Linked DNA regions of Ovis aries: region 1 is linked to region 2. The links are chromatin contacts, called in public Hi-C maps. All regions are on one chromosome and are shown on one strand. Each heading gives the region's core, a stretch centred on a gene start, on an enhancer-like site or on the middle of the called end of the contact. The rest is flanking DNA. Distances are from core to core; before and after follow the strand shown.

Evidence for each region. Hi-C and Micro-C count contacts between places; a contact is called where the count stands out from the background.
Region 1: a Hi-C map of tail adipose tissue shows a contact between it and region 2, with 5 times the contacts expected there. The contact joins the promoter of SLC22A17 here to the promoter of THTPA in region 2. A contact is called at or near these places in 4 of 16 Hi-C or Micro-C datasets (blood, hypothalamus and tail adipose tissue).

What each region holds. Positions count from the first base shown.
Region 1 is chr7:21,379,195-21,386,620 of ARS-UI_Ramb_v3.0, forward strand. SLC22A17 (solute carrier family 22 member 17) reads left to right here and starts at 4,230. Exons shown (of 8, transcript XM_027971625.2): 1 at 4,230-4,467; 2 at 4,665-5,171; 3 at 5,261-5,364. The coding sequence starts at 4,764. EFS (embryonal Fyn-associated substrate) reads left to right here. Exons shown (of 7, transcript XM_042252956.1): 7 at 1-1,139. The coding sequence ends at 352.
Region 2 is chr7:21,201,459-21,208,343 of ARS-UI_Ramb_v3.0, forward strand. It overlaps THTPA (thiamine triphosphatase), which reads right to left and starts at 2,905. Exons shown (of 2, transcript XM_060418556.1): 1 at 2,568-2,905; 2 at 1-2,184. The coding sequence starts at 2,179. The coding sequence ends at 1,514. It overlaps ZFHX2 (zinc finger homeobox 2), which reads left to right and starts at 5,532. Exons shown (of 11, transcript XM_042252953.2): 1 at 5,532-5,941.

The DNA.
Region 1 (7,426 bases), core at 2,980-5,479, 180 kb after region 2:
CCACTACTCAACACTGCAGGCGGCCGTGGCGGCCCTGATGTCCAGCACCCAGGCAAAGCAGCCCCCGCGCCTCTTTGTGCCCCACGGCAAGCGGGTGCTGGTGGCCGCCCACCGCCTGGTGTTCGTTGGGGATACCCTGGGCCGCCTGGCAGCCTCTGCCCCTCTGCGAGCACAGGTTGGGGCCGCGGGCACAGCACTGGGCCAGGCATTGCGGGCCACCGTGCTGGCCATCAAGGGGGCCGCCCTGGGCTACCCATCCAGCCCTGCAGCCCAAGAGATGGCGCAGTGTGTGGCAGACCTGGCAGGGAGGGCCCTGCAATTCACCACTCTGCTCACCAGCCTGGCCCCCTGAGCCCCTTGTCTCTGCTCTGCCCTCACCTGCCTCCCAGAGCCGCCTCCAGTCCTCAGGTGGCTGGAGGGCTCTGTTTTTGGGACTAGGAGACACTGAGGCATCTTTCCCCTTTACTGCCCTTTCCAGGCATCTCAGCCTCTCACTGAGGCCCCTCCTCCCCTACCCCACAGCTTTTTGTACGAGCCATTTTGTATAAATTATTTATATTTAATATTATTCCCTGTTTTGTCAGGGGCAGGCACCAGGCCCTCCAGGGACCTTCCTCCTCCCTCAGCCTGGGGTGGAGGTTCTTGGGCACTGCAAGGCCAAGCCCTCTGGAATCTTAACCCCACAGAGAGCCAAGTAGCTGAAACCTGGAGCCACCAGGAGCCCCTTTTTATGTCCTGTGTCTTGGCTCTGGAACATCAGCACCTCCCTGTTAGCCGAGAGCGAGGGCAGAACGTTGGCAGCCCGGAGTGGGAAGGTCTGGGAGAGGCCAGAGGACTGCTCCACGCAGAAGCAGGAGAGCTGGGCCTCTGACATGGTGCACCTCAATAAACCGGGCTTTCTGGTTCCCCGACTCTGCTTCCTGGGAGCCTGGGGGGCCTTGGCCAAACTGTTGGGACACACACTGTGGGTAGTCTGCCTTTAGGGTTTGTGGAGAAATTCTGCTGTTTCTCCAACTGTTCATCTAGCAGGTTCTCAGCTCCCATGATGTGCCAGGCACCAGTTCTGAAGGTCCGTTGTGGGGGTGGGCTGGATAGAAACAAGTCAGCTGAAACAAGTAAATAAAAAAAAGAGGAACCTGCCACAGAGTTGATAGTTGCTGGTAATGGAAATGAACAGGGTGATATGTGACTGAGTAGATGGGGAGAGGACATTGGAGACTTTAGACAGGATTGCTGGGGAGGTGGTATCAGTGCTGAGACCCCGAGGATGAGAGAACCAAGAATAGTCTGCAACGTAGCATTCTGGGAAGGCAGGCCCTGACTCCTGCCCAAGGCCTCTCTTCTAAGACCGATGTCAGATGATGTCATCAGAGAGGTGCACACGTGGGGAGGGAGGCTATGAGAGAGCCCTGATGGTGCCCTGCTGAAGAGGCCACCCCAGCTGTCCTCCGCTTTGTGCCATAGGCCAGCTCTGACCCACTGCAGAAGACTGCTGGCCTGGGTGCCCTCTCCCTTAGGTTAACCCAAGAGGGTCTAGTCCCTTAAACTCCCCTTCCCAACTTCCTGCTGACTGTCCTTCCGGACACCACCTTTTAGAGGAGCTGAGGGGCCAATGAATTCAATGTGTTAGAAGTCCATAGTCCACAGGGCCTTGGTGAAATCGATGGGCCATGGCCTAGACAGGGGATCACTTCAGCCGTTTACCGCAAGGGAAGAAGTCCAGGCCACATTGCTTAAGCTCCGCTTTCCCAAGATTCTATCCTGGCACAGTGACTGGACTGGAGGTACCCCAAAATTCAATCACAGTCAGTCCCTTGGCCCCTCTCCCCATGCATTTGCCTCCTCCATTTGAGGTTCTTTGTTCCCATTTCACTCTCAAAAGAAACTCATTTCCAGAGGCTGAGGCCACCAAAATTCACCCCTAGGTGTTGGCGTTAAAGACATAACAGAGGCCGTCCTCCACCACCTTCCAGAAAGATTTTCAAGGGATCAGCCTGGAATTAGAGTCAGAGGTCTCAATGCAAGTTTCCATGTACCTGTGTCTGCAGGTAAATCCTGTCAGATCCTCAGAGTCCTAGTTTCCTCTCTAATATGAGAAGGAACATAGTGATCTCCCAGGGCTGTTGTGAGGCCCTAACAAGATAATGCGTGTGAACAGCCCAGCAACGCAGAGAGTTACATGGATTACAATTCCAAGACAGACATGAGGAGACTAGCAAATAAATCCCCAAGGAATGTTGCCTGTGACAGCACCGAAGTAAATACTGAAGAGATGTGGAAATGGGTTGAGGGGTGGGGAGAGGCTGCTTATTGCATTAGAAGACTTTCCCATATCTGGAAAATTTCTGAACAGAGGGGACAAATTAGAAGTGTGGTTCAGTGGAGAAAAGATGGAATGGATTTCCATCTTGAGATTGACAGGACATCCTTTTCAACACTTACCTGGAATAAGAGAATAAAGAACCTATTAGAAATCAAGTCTAAAAAAAAAAAAAAAAGGAAATCAAATCTCCTTGAGAAGAGTTACATTTCTAACTTTAACGTACATATACATGGGGATCTGGTTAAAAATGCAAAGTATCCGAAAACAGCCTTCGATTCTACATTTCCAGCAACTTCCCAGGTGATGTGGATGTTCCTGGTCTATAAATCATACTTTGAGTAGCAATTCAAGGAGTTAGGGGAGACTTCTCTAAGGCAAATAAGCTTGAACTGACAGCTGAAGAGGAACTTGACTAAAGTAGAGGAGACTTCTAGGGACAAGGACCAGCTTATGCAAGGGCCCTGTAGCACTGGAAAAACTGGAAGAATGTCAGTGTGACTGGTGCGCAGAATTTGGAGAGAGAGAGAGAGAGCTGCAGAGAGTATCGGATCACTATGAGGTCTAGAATATTGCATTTACCTTGACGGTAGAAGACGCTGATGGTTGTTAAACAGGAAAGGAACACAGACATCTGCCTTTTGAAAAGATCAGTCCATCTGCATTATGAACAGATGGGGGGAAAGGATTGGAAACAAAGCAGATACAGAGCACCGGTTAAGAACTGGGAGGCTAAAGCAGTCTGCACAACAGGTAGCTTGACTAGCGGTGCCGGAGATAGATGGAAAGAAGCAGAATATCTGAGAACTACACAGGAAATGAAATGCGCAGGATTTTGTAGAGGATTTGACATGGGGTGGAGAGCGGGGGTAAGGAAGGGGGCGCTCTAAGGGCTGTCACCTGAGCATCTGGCCACAACTGGATGGTGAAAGTGCCATTCAGTGAGGAAAGAAGAGCTAGAAGACGGCCTAGTTGGGGGGAGCGGGGAGACATGACCATGAGTTTGGTCTTGGACGTATTGACTCTGAGATCCTTGTGATGCATCCAGGATAAGAAACCAAATAAGAGGTGGCTTCAAGGGTCTGGGGCTCAGAAGAGAGGTGGGAACTGGAGACGTAAATATGGGAATCAGGTTTATATTGGCTCCTATTATTTATACTGAGGGTGACGGAAGCTGTGGGCATAAGTGAGATTCTGAGGCGGAGAGAACAGTATGAGATGAGGACCTAGAATCAAGCCTCCAAAGATCACAGGCTCTGACGGATGGTGAGGAGAATGAGTCTGTGGTAGAGAAAAGAGTGGCAAGAGAAAGAAAATCTGGAGAGTATGGGACCTGGCAGACAGGGAAGAAAGAGTTTAGAGGAAGGGGTAGCCAACAAAGCCAAATGCTGCTGAGAAATGATGGAGACTCAGCCAGGGTGGGGTTGTGAAACCAGAGAAGTGGTCTTGCAGAGGACTAAAGCCAAGGCTGAGTGCAACGCCCAGTGCAGTCCACCATATGCAAGCACCCCTTCCAGTATGCCTGTCTCTCCTCAGTGAGCCACTCCGATATCAGTCTTGTCCATCCTATTATCCCCAAAGCCCAGCACACGGCCAGAATATAGCAGACACTTAATAAATTGTACTGATGAGTGAGTGGATGGATGGATGGATGGATGAGCAGGAAGAACTGGAAGCAAAAGAGGAATCGCTGGCACCTGCCTGGGATGTACTTACTATCCTTCAGTTGTTCCCTTTATACCGCAATGGCCCGCAGACCCAGGGAACAGAGAGAGAGCCCCATCTTCTCCCTCCCCTGGGTCCTCGCCCCCCTTCCTCTCTCTGACGAAGAGTCTGGACCGAAGGTTCTGCTGACGTTGGAAGGGGAGGAGAGTCTGGAGGAAGGGGTGGGGAAAGCGGCGCAGAGATCGCAGAGACGGAGGAGGCGCCCGCGGCTGCAGAGCTGCAGAGCGGGATCTCTTGGCCTCTGTGTCCGGGCAACGGCGCGCCACTGGGCCAGAAGACAGCGCATCCTTTCCGTGCGGGCCGCCTGGGCCCCTGCGGTCGGCAAACTGGCTCCCCGGGTGGCCACCGGGACCCCCGAGCCCAATGGCGGGGGCGGCAGCAAGATCGACAGCACTGTAGAGATCACCCCCAGCCCCAACGGAGTAAGTGCCCGCGCCCTGGGGGCTACGCCATCATCTCCCCGCACCCCTGGACAAGCGCCTGGCATTTTCCTCCCGTGCATCCCCCGCGGCAGACTGCCTTCCTCCCGCTTGCGCCCCCCCCTCTTCCCTTACCCTGCGGTTTTCTCCGCTTCACCCTTCTCCGCCACCCCTCCAACCCACACTCCCACCCCCAGCAGGTCGGGACCCTTGGAGATGCGGTGCCCACGGAGCAGCTGCAGGGTGAGCGGGAGCGCGAACGCGAGCGGGAGGGGGAGGGCCACGCGGGCGGCGACGGGATGGGCAGCAGCCTGTCGCTGGCCGTGCCCCCCGGCCCCCTCAGCTTCGAGGCGCTGCTCGCCCAGGTGGGGGCGCTGGGCGGCGGCCAGCAGCTGCAGCTCGGCCTCTGCTGCCTGCCCGTGCTCTTCGTGGCGCTGGGCCTGGCCTCCGACCCCATCTTCACGCTGGCACCCCCGCTGCATTGCCACTACGGGGCCTTCCCCCCCAACGCCTCCGGCTGGGAGCAGCCCCCCAACGCCAGCGGCGTCAGCGTCGCCAGCGCGGCCCTAGCCGCCAGCGCCGCCAGCCGCCTCGCCACCAGTACGGACCCCTCGTGCAGCGGCTTCGCTCCGCCGGACTTCAACCACTGTCTCAAGGACTGGGACTATAACGGCCTCCCGGTGCTCACCACCAACGCCATCGGCCAGGTGAGGCGGCCCGCTGGGCCGCGGGTCTGGGGGCGGGCCGCGCCACCAGCGAGGGGTCTCACACCCGCTCCTCCCTCTCGCGTCCCTAGTGGGATCTGGTGTGTGACCTGGGCTGGCAGGTGATCCTGGAGCAGATCCTCTTCATCTTGGGCTTCGCCTCCGGCTACCTGTTCCTGGGCTACCCAGCAGACAGGTGAGGGCTCAGCAAGGAGAGAGGAGGGCTTGCTAGGGAGGCTGGTCCAGGCACCTAGCCTTCGCCAGAGGGTGAAGAGGCTTTGCTCAGCTCTGCAGTGTCCTCTGGATTGCTCCTGTTCATTGAGAGGCGGCCCCAGCACTGTCTCAACTTCACTCCCCACCAAGAAATACTCTTACCATACCTCTTCCAAACAGAGGATAACTCTCCCCCCACTGCCAGTCCCACAGCCATGAATCAGTGGCCCCACCCTCCTGCCCAAAACCCCTAGGTCCACAGAAGTCCTGACTCTTCCTCTGTTGTCCTATTACCACCAAGCTCCTCCCTTGCAGTCCTCGTGGATTAATCCCTGTTAACAGTACTGTCTACCTGGTCTGTTAGCTCTGTCTCAGTGGCCCCATTCCTAAAGGTCATTATGTTAATTTCTAAATATCAACAGCCCCATTCACACTGATCAGTAGCTCAACTCTTCAAACAAATGACTACCCTCTTGAGGAGGGTCCATAGTTTAACCACCATGGATCAATGACCACAATAGCACCCCTCACCCCAGGCTAATAGTCCCATCCTCATGAATCATTAGTGCTCTCAGATCCTCTCAGATCAAAAGCCTCATTTCCAGGAATCAGTGGTTACATCTCAAAGATCTACAAACCCATCCCCACCAACTAGCAGCTCTTCCCAGGGGTCAAAATTCCATCTCTGATCCTTGACACCATCACCACTGACCAGGTGCTCCATCCCTGGGGATTATTAGACATCTCCACTGGTCTACAGTCCCATCCAAATGGCTTTATAGTTCAACTCCCATGGCTCAAAGGCAACCCACCATTCAATAGTCCAGTTCCCTGAAAACAATACCTATCCTCACTGCCCAATAGTCATACACCCCTGTGGGCAAATGATCCTAAACCCATAGGTCAATAGCCCATCCTCATGCATCAGTGGCCTCATACCTACAGATCAGTAGCATCATTCCTCTGGAGTATGTAGCCTCATACCCAAAGACCTAAATTCAATCTCCTAAATTCAGTAGCCTTAGCCAATAAGCTCAACCCCATGGAAAATGGTCTCACCCTATTGGGTCAGTAGTTTCACTCTCAGGCATCAGTGTCCCCTTCCCAATGACCAGTGACCCCAGTCTACATCCACATTACACCAGTGCTCTTATCCCTAAAAACCAGTAGCCTACCCTCCAAGGATCAGGAACCCTGTCCCCACTGACTCACAGTCTGTGACCGTCACCACTGACCAATAGTCTCTCATTTCCATGACCCCATGCTTACTGATAATCCATATGGATTAACAGATTCTTCCCTACTGGCCAATAGTCCCATCCATCCCGAATGAAATCTCTATCCCAGGAATTAATAGCTACATCCCCAAAGATGAACTGTCCAATCTTCAGAAGTTAGTGATCAGCCCCACTGATTAATAGTCCTATCTCATGGATTAAGAGCTCCACTCTCATGGATCAATGGCTCCATCTTCTGGTCGTGACTCCATCCCACTGACCACTCCTATGGATTAATAGACCCATGTCCCAATCCCATGGAAAAATGGCTTCATCCCCCAAAATCAATTACTCAGTTCCCAAAGATCAAGAGCTCCATTTTCACTGACCAATACTATCCCCATGGACAAGTGGCCAATGGCCTACCTCCTTAGATCAGTAATTCCAACCCTGTATGTCAATGAGCCCATCTCCTCTGATCAGTCTGAGCAAGACAAGCTCCATCCCCACTGACCAATATCTGTATTCCCAAGGTCTCATGGATCCAATTCTCCTAAGCAATATCCCATCCCCACTGATGGCTGGTCTCACTTCCATGAAGAAATGCCTTCATCTCTGACCAACAGCCCTCAGAGTCAGTGGCCCCATCCCCCACAGAACAATAGCCATGCCCCAGTGCCCAGTAGCCAGGGTCCCCATCCTTCCCCATCTCCTGTAGCCTTAGTCCAACCCTTGTTCCCTGGGCCTCATCCTCATATCTCCATCTCTAAAGTGGGCAGCTGGACCCTACCCAGCCACTTCTCCTTCAGGGAGTCTGGGTGACCAGAG
Region 2 (6,885 bases), core at 1,655-4,154:
GTTCCCTGTAGCCCGGGGCAGGGAAATCCCTGCTGCCTCCCCTCCTCTCTAACTCAGCTGTAAGGCAGTTTAGGAGCCGCTGGCAGAATCAATGGCATCGACCAAGGGAGGGGGGTGGCAAGGGATTTTCCTGTGCTTAACTACTGATCACGGCTAAGTGGAAATCCTATAAACACGAGCGGAAATCAATGGAGGCTGCTTAGCGGCCAGGGGAGAGGGGCGGCCCACAGATTGCATCTGACGGATGAGGGAGAGGAGGCAGCCAGGGAAGGCTCCAGGAAGGATAGCGGAGGGTAGGGTGAAGGAACAGGCAGAGCTGGAGCGAGAGGGGTCACTGTGGGAAGGGGAGCCAGAAGGGAAGAGGCACGGTGAGCCCAGGAATGAAGCTCCTCAGCCCCGTGTCATGTCCAGATCTCCAGTCCCCTAAGGCTGCTCTTTGGAGCCGTACACTTCTAGCAGGCGCTGGTAGTCCTGGGGCCGGAAGCGCTGCAGGTACACAATCAGCTTGGCAGGTGCCTTCTCCTGCGCCAGCACACCTACAGGCAAAAGGAGAATGAGGAGAGAGCCAGACAGCCACAGATACTGTGCCTCTCCCAGCGGGACCCCAGGTTGTTTCCAAGGCAGCACTGGGATTCCGAACACCGGCCAACCAGCTTAGCTAACCCACCAGCCTACTCCCTGATTGGCCTGGGGAAGCCGGGCCGAAGAGGGCCACTTGAGGCAGAAGTGGGCCTAGGAAGCCAAGCACGAGCCTCTCCTCTGGCAAGGAGAAGTGGTGAAGGGCACTCAGGCGCCAGGAAGACAGAGGGTGCCTCAATAGTAACTCATTTCAGTTACTGCTCCTGCCCCCCAGTCAAGATTAAAGCCTCTCCAGGCAGGCCAGAGCTCATTAGCTTGGTAATGAAGCACATGCAGAGATGCACACACAGAGAGAAACCAAGGGGTGTAGAAAGGAGAAGCAGCTACAGCCATGAATGAGGTGGGATTTGCAGAGAATTCTAGCCTCTGTGGTGTGGAGCCACAATTAGCCAGTGTCTGATTGTTAGTGCCTGGCAGCATGCTGGGCCGATAGGAGGGAACTCAGTGTAGGTTTGCTGAGGAGGCAAGAACAACATTCCAGGGCTGTAAGGCCCCACGGGATGCACGACCCTGTATTTGCATGGATGAACTGTACAGGGGAGCTAACCTGGGAACAGAACTAAACTGCTAACGTTCGCCCCACCCTCTGTCACATGGGAACAACATTCTTGACTTTTACTCAAGCCAGTAGGACCAATGAGGATTTCATTATAAAAATCAGAGGACAGGAGTTGGGGGGAGAAAGGATGGATGGAAAGATTGAAGAAGAGAGCTGACTGGAATCGAAAGACACCTGGAGTGGCTAGAGGGATGAGAATGACATGAGCCAATGGCTGGGAAGGATTAGAGATACATGGAAGGATTCAATGCAGGTTAGACAGCTACTGTAAAAGAAGGAACCAGATTTGATAGAGCCCTGAGCAAATTGGGTCCTCTAGAAAACTGCTAAAATAATTCCCCTTAAAGAAATAGCCTCGAGACGTCCCCCGACAATTGGCCCAGTGGGTACACTCAGAAGAACAAAGGAAGTACAGAAGAGCGTGTCTCCCTCACCAAGCAGGCTGCTGAGGTGGTGGATCTTCTCCAGGGCAGCTGGGACTTCGGCCTCCTTGTCCACCAGCGCCTCTACCTCACCCACAGCGTAGCCAAAGTCAGCTGTATCCAGGTCCACCCTGAGCAGCCGCTCCTCTCCGTCAGCTCCGGACAGCACCAGTTTCCAGGCACTGCGCTTCGTCACAAAACTAGCTACTAACTGCAGCCCCAAGGGGCCCAACACAGCAGCCACGACCCCAGCCCCCGGGACCACAGCCCCCAGCACCTCACATAGCTGGACCACAATTGAAGGCTCAGCTGTGAGTTCCGTGTACTCAGTGTGGGGTCCTGAGACACTTGCCGCTCCGGGACATTTGAGCTCCCATCCACTGCCTTCTCGCTGTCGCAGCCAGTAATCAGCTCGCATGAGGCTCAGCTCAGGGGTGTCATAGTAGCTGTCTCGGAAAGTGACTCGGTGCTCCAGGGTACCCCCCAACTCCTGCAGCCGCTCCTCTGTGCCGGGCCCGGGAACGAACTTTCGCTCCACTTCAATCAGGCCCTGGGCCATGCTACCTGCAATCAGTCAATCAACAAACACTGATGAGCTCCCGAAGATCCCTCCCCCCGGAAGAACTTGTGAGGGGCACACACCGTGGCAGGGCTGTCTGTCGGGGGTCCTTCCTCCTTCTGTGATGGATGGCCCTGTCTGTCTCATGTTTTTAACGGCTCAGCAACAGGCACAGGTCTCCAGTTAGATCCCTTCTGCTACTGATGTCCTAAATCCAAAGGATTCCCTGGGAAATCCAAAGGGCTCTCTAGAAAGCAAGCCGTGTAGCGGGTGTCCTTTCAACGCCCCTCCCTCGACATATGCTACCCCGGGAGTACGGCTACTCACTGCGGGAGATGACCCCGCCCGATCCCCCTAGAGCACCTACCCGCGGAGCCTCGGGTCTCACCTGAAAGCCCAAGGGTCTCCCTCTCGCGGGACCTGGAGTAAGGGGAAGGAAGCCCACGCCACGCCCGCGAGGAATGCCGGAAGCAGTCCCTGGTTCCGGACCTCGGCCCGGTTCTTTGCGCAAGGGGGAGGCCCCGGCACAAGCGGCCATATTAGGCCCGATGTAGCGATGCCGAGGGCAGGCTTGGGCCGAGAAGCCTGCTAAGTTATGAGGGGCCGCAACCTCCGCGGTGGGCCAAGAGTAAGGATGGCCCCCTCCGCTCTGCTCCTCATTCCAGACCCCTCCCAGCTCCCGAGGGGCGGCCCGGGTCTCAGGCCGCAGGCTGAGCCCGGCACCCTGGAACCCGGGTGCATGATGGGAGGTGTAGTTCCGAAGGGAAATTTTGTTCTCTTGCCCCACTCGTCGCTATGGTGACAGGAAAGCCGCGATTGACGCCTGTGGGAGTCTTATCTAAAGTTAAGTCGGATGGAAAAGGCACTCAGACCCCATTTCCGCCTTCAACCCTCTCACTTCGTTGGCAGATGGGCCTGGAATACAAGCCACTCACTCAGACCCTGTCCAGCAGATACTTTATTGACTATTGTGGTGGCCCATTAAATGCAGGCCAATGGCAATGAGCTGGGGGAAGAAAAAAGTTAAGACCAGTCTAGTTACTCTAGACTCTGGAGTTTTAAAGGGTAGTTAAAACATCCCCAAGAATGTTCAGGATAACGGTGGATGGGAGAGTTGTTTTTGTGTGTGCAGCTTGAGGGATCTCAGTTCCTGGCCAGGAATTGAACACCAGCCTCCCACAGTGAAAGCCAGAATTCTAACTACTAGGTCACCAGGGAAGCCCCCTCCCCCGACGACTTTCTGTAAGAGGAGGAAATGACATTTTGGATGAAAACTAAAGACATGATGGGATTTCAATGACTGGAGACAGAGAAACAGCATGAGCAAAGACCCAGAAGCTGGATAGCCCCTGGCCAGTGTTTAAGGGAAAAGAGACAAAGCTGAAAGTGCCGCTGAGCAGACTGAGAAAGGCTTTACATGCCACACTGAGGAGTTTGTCTGTTTCCTGCGGCCCCTGTGCAGGCTTTATCAGGAACAGGAGAAATATTGCGTTCATTTAAGATATAGGAAGACATGAGAATGGCCCTTTGACTGCTTTGGGAGACAAAATTGAGAAGGCTGCTTCTCCTTACTCCCTCCCAGGATTATGATTACCTGGAGGCATCTACTGTATGTCTGGTTTTTGGGGTAAGGTAGCTTACTGAGAAACAGTGGTTCTTGTCAACTCCTGGCTTCCCTCCTATGATGGGTGAGAAGGGCTAGGTTCTTTACACTTATCCTTTCCCCAGCATGTTTTTGGAAACACGTGACTCATGGGAGGTACCATGGAGAGGACACTGGTTTACAGACATGGTATCTTGAACCTGGCATGTTTTGAATGTTTATCTGCATCCCCCCCAACCCGATGACAGGAACCAGTGTGCAGGGAAGAGAGGGACCCCAGCCCCTAACTCCTTTAATTGGCCTGCTTTTCATCTGTCCTTTGCTTTTAAGTTTTGTTGCTCAAAGAAAGTAGACTTAATCTCTTCCTTGAGTTATAGGGTCCAAATCCAGTAGGGCAGAGGCAGCAGTTTAAAGAGAAAGAAAGATTAGACTCCAAAGTCAGTCACACCTGGAGTCAACTCCAGTCTTCATTTCATTGGTGTTTGGTGTTGGGAAAGCTACTCCACCTCCTGAAATCTGTTTTGTCTTTAGTAAAATGTGGACTGCCTCACAGATAAGTGTGAGGATTCAGTGACAAACTGTCACATCCTAGAATTCAAAATGTTAGTTTCTTTCTCCTTCCTTTTGTCCTGTGAACTCTAGGATTTTTTTTTCCCTTCTATTAATAGAAGTAGGCTGTAGCAGTTATTATGGGCTCTGGAGTCTGAGCATCAGGATTTGAATCCTGGCTGGGTCACTTACTGGCCATGTGCCCTTGAGCCAGTGAATTGTTTGTGCCCTGGTTTCTGGTGCCAGGGTAAAGAATCTGCCTGCTGATGCAGGAGATACAAGAGACATAGGTTCGATCCCTGGGTTGGAAAGATCCCGTGAAGGAGGAAATGGCAACCCACTCCAGTATTCTTGCCTGGAAAATCCCATGGACAGAGGAGTCTGGTGGGCTATAGTCCATGGAGTCTCTAAGAATCAGACAGGACTGAACATACATGCAGGCCTTCCTAACTGTAAAATGAGACTAGTTGTGGGGATTAAATAAGTTAATATACGTTAAAGTGCTTGGTACTGTCCCTAAGCACTCATTAAGTTTCAGCAGTTATTAGAACATAACAGAGTTTATGTGAGCTGATAAACTGAAAATAAGGATGGGAAACCAGGCCCTCTCTCCACCCTACCCGCACCCAACTCTGGAAACTATGTGACCGAGTGAAAGAGACAGAAGCTCCGGTGACTCAGAGTAATTGCTGCGGCAGACAAGGTTCTATAGTGCCCAACTGGAAGGGAGGGGAATTAATAAGGCAAGAAGAAAGGAGTTAAAGTAAGAAAAAAAAGAGAGAGAGAGAGGTCTCCGGTGGTTCTGGAAAGCTCGTAGAAGCCATGGCTTGCTCTATAGCTGATTTAAATATATATATATATATATATATATATATATATATATATATAGTAATAATAACAAAACACATATATGTTTCTGTAGACAGAAGAAAGAGGAGGAGAACTCGGGAAAGTGTTTAAGATGCTCTTTGCGGCACCGGCTTGGACCTGGAGCCACAAAGCAGGTGGCCAGCACCGCAGTCCGCCTGTCATAGGTCCCGCCTACAGTCTAGTGAAGCAGGCAGACACCAAGCTCTAGGGCGGGCGGGCGGGGGCGGGGGCGGGGGCACCCGGACTACAACTCCCGGCGTACTCCGCGACGGGCGGGCCGCTGCACCTGCTCAGTGGGGCCGCCCCGGGCGCCTGGGTATTGATTATTCCATTGTGTGGGACGCCTCGGTTCCAGCCACTGAATGAGGCGGAGGAGTGAGGGCGAGGAGGAGGAGGAGGAGGAGGAGGAGGGCGAGCAGGAGGAGGAGGAGGCAGGGAGCGAGCGAGTGCCCAGGGTGAATCAATGGAAACCCCCTCACGAAGCCGGGAAAACACTTCAGCCGCAGCCAAATAGCATTGATTATTTTCCTTCACTTCCCTCACCGCCGTGAATTTATTTATTTATTTTTTCCATCTCCGTCCCCGACGCCCCGGAGTGAGCGCTGGAGGGAGGGAGGAGGAGGGGAAAAAAAGGAATCAACACATCGGAGAAGTCCCTTCCAAGAGCCACCCCCTCCCCTCCCCGCCTCGCGCTGCTCGGCGGCCGCGGTTCGACTCCCGTCCCTGCTTCCAGCTGAGGTGTAAGTGCATCGATTTCCGATGCTGCTGGGTTGGTTGGTTTTTTTTTTTTTTCCTCTCGTCTCCCTCTCTTCTTCCCTTCCTTGCTCTTTGGAAGCTTGAGACGGAGGGGAGAGGAGGCGCTCGGAGACTGCCGTTGGAGGGCACAGAGAGGGACCGAAAGGGACTGGGGGAGGGGACCCAGACCGACGGACGGACAGACAGAGAGCCTGAGGAGAAGGAGAGACAGGGTTGTGGGAGGGAAGGAGAGGGCCTGCGAGAGGGCGAAGAGAGAGATGCCGGGGTGGAGGCAGAGGTGGGGAACGGAAAGGCATAGAAGCTGGACTAGGAGCCAGCCGGACGGAGGGAGGGTAACGAGAGGCTAGACGGGTCGCGCCGAGCAGCACCGGGAGCTGGGGTCCCGGAGGGAAGAGGAGGCCGGGTGACTATGGAGGCTCGGAGCTGTCAGTCCGGAGGGGCCTGAGTCTCGGCGGCCCCCCGCCGGCCTCAGGATGGGTGAGGAACGGCGGCTAGCAGGCGGGCTGATGGATGGGCAAGCTCGCCACGGGTGGGAGGGTGGGAGGGGAGGTGGGTACCCTTAATCTTTGATTTTTAGGCTTTGCCTGAAGTTGAGTTGTCTGTTGCTTTTTGGTTTTCGTAAGGTGCTACTAGTAGGTGAGGGGAGGCCACCGCTCCTATTCAAGGTGAAGTGTGCCTCTCCTGGTCCCCAACTCTCCATCCGCTCTTGTCTATCCCTCTCTCTGAACAGCTCTATCGTTGAGCACTGGACCACGCTGCGCCTGTTGCCCTGCCGATCACTGTCCGTGTCCCTACCTCTGAATTTTGCCATTCTCATTCATTCTCCCCACCCATCCATCTCTGGGTCTGGGTCTGTCTGTGTGTCACTGTCTCCGGATGTGACTTCCTATCCGGGCGATCCTCTCGCTGTGTGTTCTTGTCTCTGTGT